Linked DNA regions of Mus musculus: region 1 is linked to region 2. The links are chromatin contacts, called in public HiChIP or PLAC-seq maps. All regions are on one chromosome and are shown on one strand. The core of a region is the stretch at or near the end of the contact, and the rest is flanking DNA. Distances in the headings are between cores, read along the strand shown. Region 1 overlaps Lgmn (legumain). Region 2 overlaps Slc24a4 (solute carrier family 24 (sodium/potassium/calcium exchanger), member 4).

Region 1 (5,485 bases), core at 753-3,252, 160 kb before region 2:
AGAGCACTCATACATAAATAAATATGTTTTTAAAAATATAAAAGAAATGTAAATACATTTTACAGTAATAAGTATTTATTATAATAAAAAGGGGCAGTTTAGGAGATTGTTCTGATCTATCCATTACCCAACAAAAAAACTCCTGTTTTATTTATATGTCTGCTTTGTACATTTTCCCACAAACAACTAGGAATGTGTGTTCTTGCACAAATAGTTCAGGGATTGGTGGGATGCTATCTGCATTCTGAGTTGAAAAGTTCTAAGTGTTTTCTGACTTTTGGTTGGCAGTTAGGTAGGGTTAGGAGGTAGGGACAGGACTGCCCACCCCCAGCAGTGACCAAAGGTCTTAGAGGCTTTTTTTTTTTTTTTTTTTTTTTGTCTTTTTATCTCAGTTGTTATCCTCAGCACATTCCTCTGGGCTGATTGGCCAATCCTCTTGAGACCAGGTGATGTTCTCGACCCTTTTTAAATTGACTCTGTCTTTCCTTTCAGTCTTCTGTAGCGGACACGGGGTGCAGAATGACCTGGAGAGTGGCTGTGCTTCTCAGCCTGGTGCTGGGTGCTGGTGCCGTTCCCGTCGGTGTGGACGATCCCGAGGATGGAGGCAAGCACTGGGTGGTGATTGTGGCGGGCTCCAATGGCTGGTATAATTACCGACACCAGGTAAGAAACCCATGCGTTCTTGTCACTGGCTTTGTGCCTACAAAATGGCCATTCCATTTTGGAAGACAGTTTTGCTTTAGTCTCAAGTGGGATTTCCTCACCTTTCCCCAGTGGCGGCCTTTAGAACCAGGCATTAATCCCTTTTTGGGTCTGCACTGTATCACTTGCCTGCCTGTCACAACTCAAAAATCAAAATGCATTTAGATATCACCGCATATCTTGGGGGCTCAAGATTACCAGGTGAGAGCTCTTGTGTTAACACCTTCCCTTCATGTTATAGAAAGGACACGCAGGTCTAGAGAGAGGAGGTGATTTAACTGAGACCATTGACAAGAGGCGAGCAGTGTGGAAGCTCTGGGGAACGGACTCCTGGCCCCTCTGTCCTCCATGCCTCTGTCCCTTTACACCACCTCCTCCCTCCTGGTGTTTCCTGCAAATCAGCTTGTGGAAGTGAGAGAGAAGGGCATAGTTGACAGTCCAGCCTCCTGCTGGGAGGAAGGGGGTAGCCTTGGGGAAGCATCAGTCCTGTGGAAGTTGGAACAGCAAATCTTGCAATCCAAAGATCCCACCCCAAGGTGTGGCCCCCAAAAGGAATGAAAACATGCCTCTGTAAAATCTCCTGCCGGTATCAGCCTCAGGAGCATGATTTGGCCACGGAAAGGATGGAGCAATTACGTGTGCTTCATTATGGACAAACCGTAAGCACGTGCTAAGTAAAAGAAGCCAGTCACAAAGACCAAACAGTTAATAATCCACTAAATGGCACTTCAGATTAGGAAAGTCTACAGGGAAGTGGGGGCTGGGCAGAGGAGAGTCAGAGGAGTTGACTGCTCGTGGAATTAGATCCTGTTGTGGGTAGTGAGAATGTTCTAGAATTAGAAAGTGGTCGTGGTTTTGCGGAGCACTGTATTTAAAAGGCTGACATCCATGTGAATGGTAACACTGTCATTTAAAAAGTTGATTTAGCCGTGCATGGTGGCACACACTTTTAGTCCCAGCACTTGGAGGCAGAGTCAGGCAGATCTCTGAGTTTGATGCCAGCCTGGTCTATGGAACAGAGCTAGCTAAAAGGTTGATTTTTCATGCCAGGTACCTAGATTATCACAGGATCATATTGCAGGCTCTCCTTAGAGCATTGAGAGCCTTTACTCCTTACCACTGGGCAGTGTGGAGCTGGACCTGTTCTTACCTCTCTTTATCTACCAGCACTTGGATGGAGGTCTGGGGAGGCCAGCAGTTTGCCCAGTGTGGTGGAGCTGTAAGCAGCACAAGGAGGGGGTGGGGTAGGATCCAGACCCAGCCAGCTGGCTTGAGAGCCACCTAATCCAGTAAGAGCAGCGTGAGTCATGGAAACGTTTCTAGCAGCCACATTTGAAAAAGCTTAAAATATGTAGGAGGGGCCACGGAGAGAGAGTCTGTTCAGTTAAATGCCCGCTGCGCACGAGGACCTGAGGTCAACTCCTAGGAAAACACCAAGGAACAATGCTGTCTGCTGGAATCCCAGTTCTGTATATGGAGGTGGAAATAGCTGGCTCCCTGGACTCCCTGGCCAGCCAGCCTAGTCTACCTGATAAGCTCCAGGCCAGTAAGAGACCATCTCGAAGGTGGAGTATTGGGGGCCAGGCTGGAGAAGGAGGGAGGCCAGTGGTTAACAGCACTTGCTATTCTTTTGGAGGACCTGGGTTTGGGTCTCAGCTTCCATATCAAGCAGCTCATAGCCTCCTCTAACTCCAGCTCCAGGGGACCTGATGCCCACTCGGGACTTGGGAAACTGCATGCACACATGCAGACATACATATACACAAACAAGAATAAAGTGGCTAGCACCTGTCTTAGCCACTGTTCTGTTGCTGTGAAGAGACACGATCAAAGCAACTCTTATAAAAGAAAGCATTTAATTGGGGACTTCTTATGTATATTTTCTGGGTATAATTTCAGAGGGTTAGTTCTTTATTGTGTCAGGCAGCGTGGTCTGGATGCAGCAGGTAGAGAGTTGCTGGGCCTGGTGTGGGCTTTTGAAACCTGGAAGCCCACCCCTAGTGACACACATATTCCAAGTAGGCCATATCCCCTAATCTGTCCAATTAGGTCACCAACTGGGAACCAGGCTTGCAAATATACGAGACGGATGGGGGCCATTCTCATGTAAACCTCCACAGCACCCAAGGAGCAGACACCCCAGATTGTTCTTTTGCCTCCACATTCACACACACACACACACACACACACCTATACACAATATAAACACATACATGCACCTATACACAATATAAACACACACACATTTACAAACAATAATACACACCCTTATACACAAAATAAACACACACACCCTTATATACAATATAAACACACACTTACACACAACATAAACACATACACATCCCTATACACAATGTAAGCACACATACACACTTATCTACAGTATAAACACATACCTAATCACAAATGTATAAACACAGAAAAATATTTAGGAAATTAATTTTGACATCTTGTTTAAACCAGAAGTCCAAATGAATATCAATTCATCATGTAATTAATATCGAAATTACCACTGAGATAGCCTGTATCCTTTAACAAAAAGTTTCATTACATTTATTTATGTATGCATGAATGTGTGTATGTGTGTGGGTACAAGCCTATTACGACACGTGTGTTGAGGTCAGATGATAAACTTGGCAGGTGTTGATTCTCTCAATCTGCCATGTGGGTCTCAGGGGTCAATCTCAGGTTGTCAGACTTGGCAGCAAGTACCTTTATCAGTAGAGCCACCTTGCTGGCCCCTATATCCTTTTTAGTATGTACATGATCCCAGGGTGTGTCAGTTTAGATTATCCACGATGCATGTTGTTTGGCTGCTGAACAGCCAGTGACCAGCTGTTGGGAGGTTGGCACAAATGGAGCTGTGTCCCTGTGAGTGTCGGGGTGCTTGGCTTCCATATCATCAAGGGTTGGCTTTGGTGAAGTTCTGACTCATCTTGAGTGGCCTCTGTGTGCTGGTCCAGAAAGGAAATTTAGCCCGATTAAGAGCTGTTATCATAACTGATTGCTTTTCCTTTGAGTGAAAAGATAAGTTAAGCCCCGAGACCACAGGCAGCAAGTATGCTGGCTCATCAGCCACTTGGTTTTTATACAACCAACGTAGGAAAATACAGTGGCTAAACATTACCTGGAGGTTAAATCATTCACGGACTCTCCCTTGATCCTGTGCAGGTTTTAACTGGATGTATTTATAGGGGCATGAGGTTCTTTAGGACTGATAGATTTGGCAGGCCTCAAACCCAAGATATCCTCCCGCCTCTGCTGAGACTAAAGCTGTGCGAGCGCCACCAGGCCCGGCATCTCCTCAGTGTTTTAAATAGCAAGTGTGGAGAGTCCTAGGATGGCCAGTTAAACTCAGGCCATTTGACTCAAACCCATGTTTTCAGTTTTGAGGTCCTGTCTCCAGACAAGTACTGGTTGTTACGAAATGGTTATTACCACAGCTCCAGGTTTTTAGGGTCACGGGGCATGCAAATAACGAGGGAAGGACCACCAAAGTCAGAAATAAACTAAAAGCAACTTTATTCACTGTGAGGGGGTTGGTGGTGGCTGGCGCTTCTAATGGATAGGATCTTGGTCAGTCTAGGGAGATGACACAATGACCTTGAAAGGGTGCGAGCAGTCTCCTTTGAAGCATAAATCCATGGGCAGGGGATAATAAAGGAGTTTGTATGCTGAGGGTTAGTTCTGCAGCCCAGGATGTGGTGAATAGCAGGACGGTGGTACAGGCTCAATGCCAGGGGCCAGCCTCAGCTTGGTCTGGGTGTCTGAGAGTGGCAAAAACAAAAGACTCAAGTCAAATCCTGTGTCCAAGCTGGCGGCCTATGTTCTGCTCCAGATGGCTGCCTAGATAGCTCTCTGTAGACAGTTCTTGGCTTTGTAGTCTGCTCAAGACAGCTTTTCAGACCCCCCTCCCTCTGTGTGTGTGTCTCTCTCTCTCTCTCTCTGTGTGTGTGTGTGTGTGAGAGAGAGAGAGAGAGAGAGAGAGATCTGCTCTAGATAGCTTTTTCTTCTATTCTAAAAAACTCTGGTTGAGACAGCTAAGTTTCTGCTTGAGACAGCTTTCTCTCTGCTAGTAAAAATTCTAAAAGCTCTCTGGATAGCTGATAGGTCTTCTGATCAAGTCAAAAATCCTGTTAGAAAAATTCTAAAAGTAATTCTTTCTAATCAAAGTCAGAAAGCCAGAAAAAAAAATCATAAAGAGCTGGGGTTGCTCTTCAGAAAGCCTTCTTTGGATAGGTGCTAGACAGCATTCTACAAGAGCTGTGTCAGCTCTCTAGTAATTCTTGGGATTTCAGAAATCCTGTCAGAAAAAATTCTAAAAGAGCTGAGTTTGCTCTTCATGGATTTTCTTGACTAAAATCAGCAATCCTGTTAGAAAAAAAAAAAATTCTTGAAGAGAGCTGTGTTTGCTCTCCAGAGATCTTCAGATAGCTCAGCTCTGGCAAAAAAACCAAAACCAAAACCAACCCCCCCCCCCCCATCAGTTTCTGCCGGCTCATCTCATGCAGACCAAAGCCCACATTTTATTTACATATCAATTCAGTTATTCCAGGTTCCCTCTTGACCCTCTCATGAATAAGCATTCTATGACTCTAGCCTCTTGCTCTTTTATTGTTTGTTTGTTTGTTTTGAGACAGGATTTCTCTGTGTCACACTGGCTGTCCTGGAACTCACTCTGTAGACCAGGCTGGCCTTGAACTCAGAAATCCACCTGCCTCTGCCTCCCAAGTGCTGGGATTAAAGGGGTGCGCCACCACTGCCCTGCTAGCCTCTTGAT
Region 2 (5,552 bases), core at 635-3,134:
CAGCCTTCAGGAATGTGAGGTGTAAATACTGTTTAAGTCCCCCTGCCAACATTGGCTTTAGCAAATGAACACAGGCTCCTCCGTTATTCTCCTGTCCGACTTGACAGCTGCCGTGCTCAAGGGCCTACCGCAGGCTCTGCTCCCTTTAGTTCTCTCAGCTTTGCTGGGTTTGGGTGGGACCACCACTCTCATGTGGCAGGTGACCAAGGCCTAACCCTTTGCTAGAGGCTCAGCCTCAGGATGCTGGGCCCACATCCTTTCTACCAAGCCATGATTTGTATCTGTGCCTGGACAGTGGTATCCATGTCCTTCTCTGGGTCCACAGAGCATCAGATCTTACATTCTGGTGGTTTTGGAATGATGACCTTTCTCTTTCCAGACAGAGGCTATTGTTCAATCCCCTTCTTGCCCCACTGTCCAAGACCTTGTTGATCACACAGCCAAGGCACTTCCTCTCTTGAAGAACTAGAACAACTTTAAGAAAAGAGTTGGCAGAACTCTGATGTTGTAACCTGGCACCCACAAATGTGAGCAGAAGGCCCAACCTTGGAACACAAGTGTCTACAAACATAACATCACTTAGGTAGCTGTGACACTCATCAGAAGCCCATTCAGCATCCAGACCTGTATCTTCACCATCCTCCTGTGAGCCAGACCTCCCCTCCTGTGTTCTCATTGCTGTTCTCTGATGACCCCCAACCCCAGTGCATGCCTCTTCCTTCCTGGTGTGAAAAATTTTAGAATCTTGGCAGCTTAGGGCTCTGAGGTCTGGACTCTGGTCTAGCAGGCTCCCAGCCTCAGGTCCCATGAAGGAATGTGCTTGGGACCAACTCCTTGTACCTGGTGAGGATAGGCTAAAGATGTTGGAATTTGGAGAGGAGGGGTTGAGTGCTTCTCAGGGCAACTGTCAGAGCTGCACAGGTAGCCGGGAAGATAAGTAACTCTTTGAGGAGCCTTGGAAAGTGTGAGTCACACCTTAAGGAGTGCACATGTCACCTGGGGTTTCTGTAAGAAGCAGGTGCTGACTGAGCATGGCTGTGTAGGATCTGCGGGTTTGGATATGTCATTGGGGGTGCCCCAGTCAATACCTGCCAGGCTTTGCCTGTAGGGAGCCCTATGGAGGTTGGTGCAGATGCTCCTGTCAGAGCACCTTTGTGATTCCCTGCTTCACACAGTTGACTCTGAATGGGGCTCCGAACCCTTTGTCATAGAGACCCTTCTACTCTGACCATGTGGACTGGGTTCTGTCGATCACATCACTATTAACTTAGGACAGCTTGGCACCCCAAGCCTCAGCCTCACACACATTTCTTCCACTGTAGCTACTGTGCAACAGTTTCCTGCTATAGAACCCTGCTTATCCCTGTTCCTAAATGAGACCCTTCATTGAGCCCATTGGGACCTTGAGGCGTCTAGAATTGCAATACTTCCTGCTTGTGTCTAAGGAAAACATCCTTTTGCCTTGTCTTCCCTTAGCTCCACTCAGGGGAGACTTTGTTACCTTTGTGCTGTGGACTATGTGAGACTGACTTCCCCTAGGCTCATGTGACTGAATGTCTGAGAGGCCCCCGTGACCCTCAGTTTTCTTCTCACTCGATGTATTGTGCAAGGAGCTGTCCCTACCCTGCCTCTAATTCATGACCTCCCAGATCCTCTGGCTGTGACTGGGTTTAGAATTTTTACAGATGCCAATAAATAAAGTTATACTGAAGTAAGTGGGCTCTAATCCAGCTGTTCTTGTAAGCAGGAAATGTGGCTGCAGATACACAGAGGGACACACAGCCCATAACAGCAGAAACAGAGCCCACAGCGGGACACAGCTACAGGCCAAGCGAGTCAGAGAGGTGTGGTTCACACGGAATCGAGTAGGAATGTGAAGAGTGCATAGGCCCCACAGGCCCTGGGGCCCTGGCGTCAAACTTCCGGTAAGGTAAGTTCAATTGTGTGGAGCTGTCCTGGAAAGGGCAAAGGTCACCCAAGTAAATTCCATTCCCCTCAGCTGCTGCTTCCAGTGACCTCTAATTCTGTCAGGCACTTGCCTACCTACTCTCCCTACATGCTCTCACACTGCCTTCTCTTCAGGTCTTCTCAGCCTTTGAATCTCTTGGAGAAATGTGCCTTAATTTGCAGAGCCAACTCTTCTCCCTGGCACTGCCCTCTCCAGCCTCCATCTTGTTCCACCTGGGTCACTTCCTAAACCCCAAAGAAAGCCCATACGCAAAGCAAAACACTTCACATCTTCTAGAATTCAGGAGAACAGACAGAGCCAGTGTCTGGGAGTCCTACGATGCCTGCCTGAGTCAGACATGGCTCTCATATGTTATGGCTTGGACCTACAATGTTTCCATCAGCCTCATGTTCTGAGCACTTGTTCCTCAGATGGAGGAACCTGTTCCTTAGATGCATTGTGGAGCCGCTGGGAAGTGGAACCTAAGTTTTGACACTGGGTCACCACTTCCAGCCTCTGGTTCCCGATCCACCGCCATGTGGATACTCATTACCACCCATGCCCAATGCCACATTGTGTGCCCTGCAGTTTCTGCTGTGATGGGCTGAGCTCTCTGGAAACCACGAGCAAAGATAAAGCTGTCTTCTTTTATGTATTGTGGAGTAATTTGGTCGCAGCAGAACAAAAGTAACTAAAGCATATAATCAGTCATTTGCTGTATGACTTCTAGGTGGAGGCTCTGTCCCGTCCCACACTGTAACCTCAGGACATGTCTCCTTTAAAACAACCACATAGGAAAGCACTTTGAAAGATCTAAGGGAGTCCATCTCAGTATTTGTCAGAGTATAGCTTTTTCTTCTGGGCATACCAAGACCATCCCATATCCATCAAGGAGCAGAGATAACCTCAGCCCTGTAGTCATGGCGACGAAATGAGTGCAGTACATTGACAGAGGGGCCTGTGGTGAAGGGGGTGGGGGTGGAGTGGGGAGACTATTGACTTCTCAAGCAGGAGAGGGATGAAGATCATCAGACCTTTACCTGAGAGTCTACCTACTACTCCCTCCTGCCTCCAAGTAGCACAAAAGCCTATTGGCTCTAGCATCCTCTTGCCCACCAGGGCCTGTGCAGCTAGGATGCAGGAGGGAGTTGTGGGTGGGCTTCTTGATGCAGCTCTCACAAGGTCATCGTCCATGGTGGGGTGGGACTCATAGCAATGCAGGGAGGTTTGGGGGTTACCCATATTCCTGTAAGTGGCTCCTCCACACCCCCCCTCCCCCATGCTGGAAGTAAAGCCAGTAAACTCCCTGGTTCCCCAAGCTAGAGTTGGATGGAATTTCTTTGGTCTGTCATCAGCGCCCTGTATGGGGTGGATAGATATTTGTCCATGTCTCTCCAGGAACAGGGAAGGAGACAGGGAACTTGCCAGCGGGGGATGGGGGCTGAGGCTTAATCCATACCTTGTCTTGCCACAATTAAGCTTGCCATGCAGTCTGGAACACTTGTGCCTGCCGCCAGGAAGGTGATGCCCATGATGACATCGGGGATCCCAAGTGTGTATCCAATAATAGTCACCTGCAGAAGAGGCCAGGGTCAGGGATCAGGGCCAACTTAGAATGTAACGGCCCTGGACACTCCCTACCCTGTGTGCTATTTTTACAGTTTATTTTTGAAGACTTTTTTTTTTTTTTTTGAGGTGGGTCCTATATAGTCCAGGCTGGCCTTGAACTTGGCAATGGAGCCAAAGGTGACCTTGAACTCTGAGTCTTCCTGCTTCCATCCACCTCTTAAATGATGGGATTACAGGCATGCAGCACCACACCTGGTTCATGTGGTACTGAGGACTGAAGCCAGGCCTTTATGCATGTCAGCTGAGCCACAGCCTCAGCCCCTTAAGAAAAACTATAGGTTTTGTTTGTTTGTTTGTTTGTTTTTGGTTTTTGAGTTTTTTGTTTTATTTTGTTTTGTTTTGAGACAGGGTTTTACTATGTAGTCTTGGCTAGCCTAGAGCTTTCTAGACCAGGTCGGCCTCAAACTCATAGAGACACTCCTGTCTCTTCCTCCCCAGTGCTGGGATTAAAGGTGTGTGCAATCCCCTCAGCAAGGAAATCTTCTGTATGGCCCTGGCTCCACCACACAGTATCTGCTTATTGCTTTAACACTTTCTTTAAAATTGTTTATTTCATTTAATTAATTAACTAATTAATTAAATGCGTATGAGAGTTTTGCATGCATGTATGTCTGTGAACCACATTCATGGAGAACCCAAGGAGGCCAGAAGCATCACATATCCTAGATCTGGAGTCACAGATGCTCGTGAGCTGCCGTGTGGGTGATGGCAACTGAACCTGGGTCTTTGGGAAGAACAGCCAGTGTTCTCATCCACTGAGCTCTCTCTCCAGTCCTGCATTAAACTTTTTTTTTAATAAAATTAAGTGAAAAGAACAGTTAACTACCAATTTTAAAGAGCCATTGACAATTGCTATTAACACATTTCATCTACAGGTGGGTCTCAACCTCGAGAACACAGACGATCCTTATTAGCACCACGTTACAGGGTCTCACTCCCAACGTGAGGCTTGCATTCAGGTTTAGTGCCCTCAAGCTGCTGGGCTGGGAACCACATTTGAAAATGTCTGAGAATCCTTGATCTTGTTTTGGGGGTGTATATTAGGAGAAAAGTGGGGGGTGCCCAGATCATATTATCAGTATCTGTTTGGTAACTGTTTTTTCATGTAATAATGTACCGTGAATACCTCTCCACTCACAACTCTCATCTAAGCACATTTTAAACTAATGCTTAGATTTCATTTGTATTGCCTGCGCCTTCTAACTAATCCCTCACTAATAGATATGGCTTCTTGTTGGATTTCTATCAAAACTTTATGTATAGCAGTCACTCTACGAAGGTATCTTACTTTCATAATCTTACCCATGCTATGATTTACTGCCCACTGGTGAGGAGGACACCATTATTATGTCATATGAGAACCAGAGAGATTAGGTACAGATCCCCCATGGACTCCAGCTGCTCAGCATTGGAATCCCAGCCAAATGCTCCTCTCCATCAATGTGTCTGTATGCCAGTCTCTGAACTGACATCATTTTACTTCCTTTGGAGAAACTCCAAGACTCAAATCTGTCCCATCAAGGGCTTCTTGAGATCTTGAATGCAGTCACACAGTTGACAGTGTTTGAGACAACGACACTTCAAAGCTGGCTGGAGCCCTTGGCTGCAGAGTTTGGGCAGACAGATAGAAAGCCCTGGAGGCATTTGGGCCACCCTGGTTTATCTTGCAGCTGCAGCTTGCCTCCTTTTAGAGAAGTGGTGGCCCTTAGAATTGATCACATCTCAGTTGTTGTGGCTAGCTTTGTCAGTTTGATACAAGTCATCAGAAAGGAAGAAACCGCAACTGAGAAAATGCTTTCATAAGATCCAGCTATAGGGCATTTTCTTAATTAGTGATTGATAGGGAAGGGCCCAGCACATTGTGGGTTGTGCCATCCATGGACTGGTGGTCCTGGGTTCTAGAAGAAAGCAGGCTGAGCTAGTTATAAAGAACAAGCTAGTAAATAACACTCCTCTATGGCCTCTGTATCAGCTC

The links. HiChIP or PLAC-seq counts read pairs in DNA pulled down with a chosen protein or histone mark.
Region 1: an HNF4G HiChIP or PLAC-seq map of pancreatic cancer cells shows a contact between it and region 2. The contact joins two enhancer-like sites. A contact is called at or near these places in 2 of 39 promoter capture datasets (3T3-L1-derived adipocytes and liver), 1 of 115 datasets of contacts at active chromatin or transcription factors (pancreatic cancer cells) and 1 of 9 other capture datasets (liver).

The regions. Positions count from the first base shown.
Region 1 is chr12:102,418,763-102,424,247 of GRCm38.p6, reverse strand. Lgmn (legumain) reads left to right here. Exons shown (of 14, transcript NM_011175.4): 2 at 493-663. The coding sequence starts at 520. Among named protein-coding and RNA genes, the nearest start is that of Lgmn, 18 kb to the left of the region's middle. Within about 2 kb of position 2,002, at least 87 of the 459 cell types and tissues checked have an H3K27ac peak or open chromatin away from gene starts, as enhancers often do. A contact at or near this core is called in pancreatic cancer cells, where this site is marked.
Region 2 is chr12:102,258,348-102,263,899 of GRCm38.p6, reverse strand. Slc24a4 (solute carrier family 24 (sodium/potassium/calcium exchanger), member 4) reads right to left here. Exons shown (of 17, transcript NM_001362345.1): 14 at 3,408-3,522. Among named protein-coding and RNA genes, the nearest start is that of Gm25203, 7.4 kb to the right of the region's middle. Within about 2 kb of position 1,884, at least 66 of the 459 cell types and tissues checked have an H3K27ac peak or open chromatin away from gene starts, as enhancers often do. A contact at or near this core is called in pancreatic cancer cells, where this site is marked.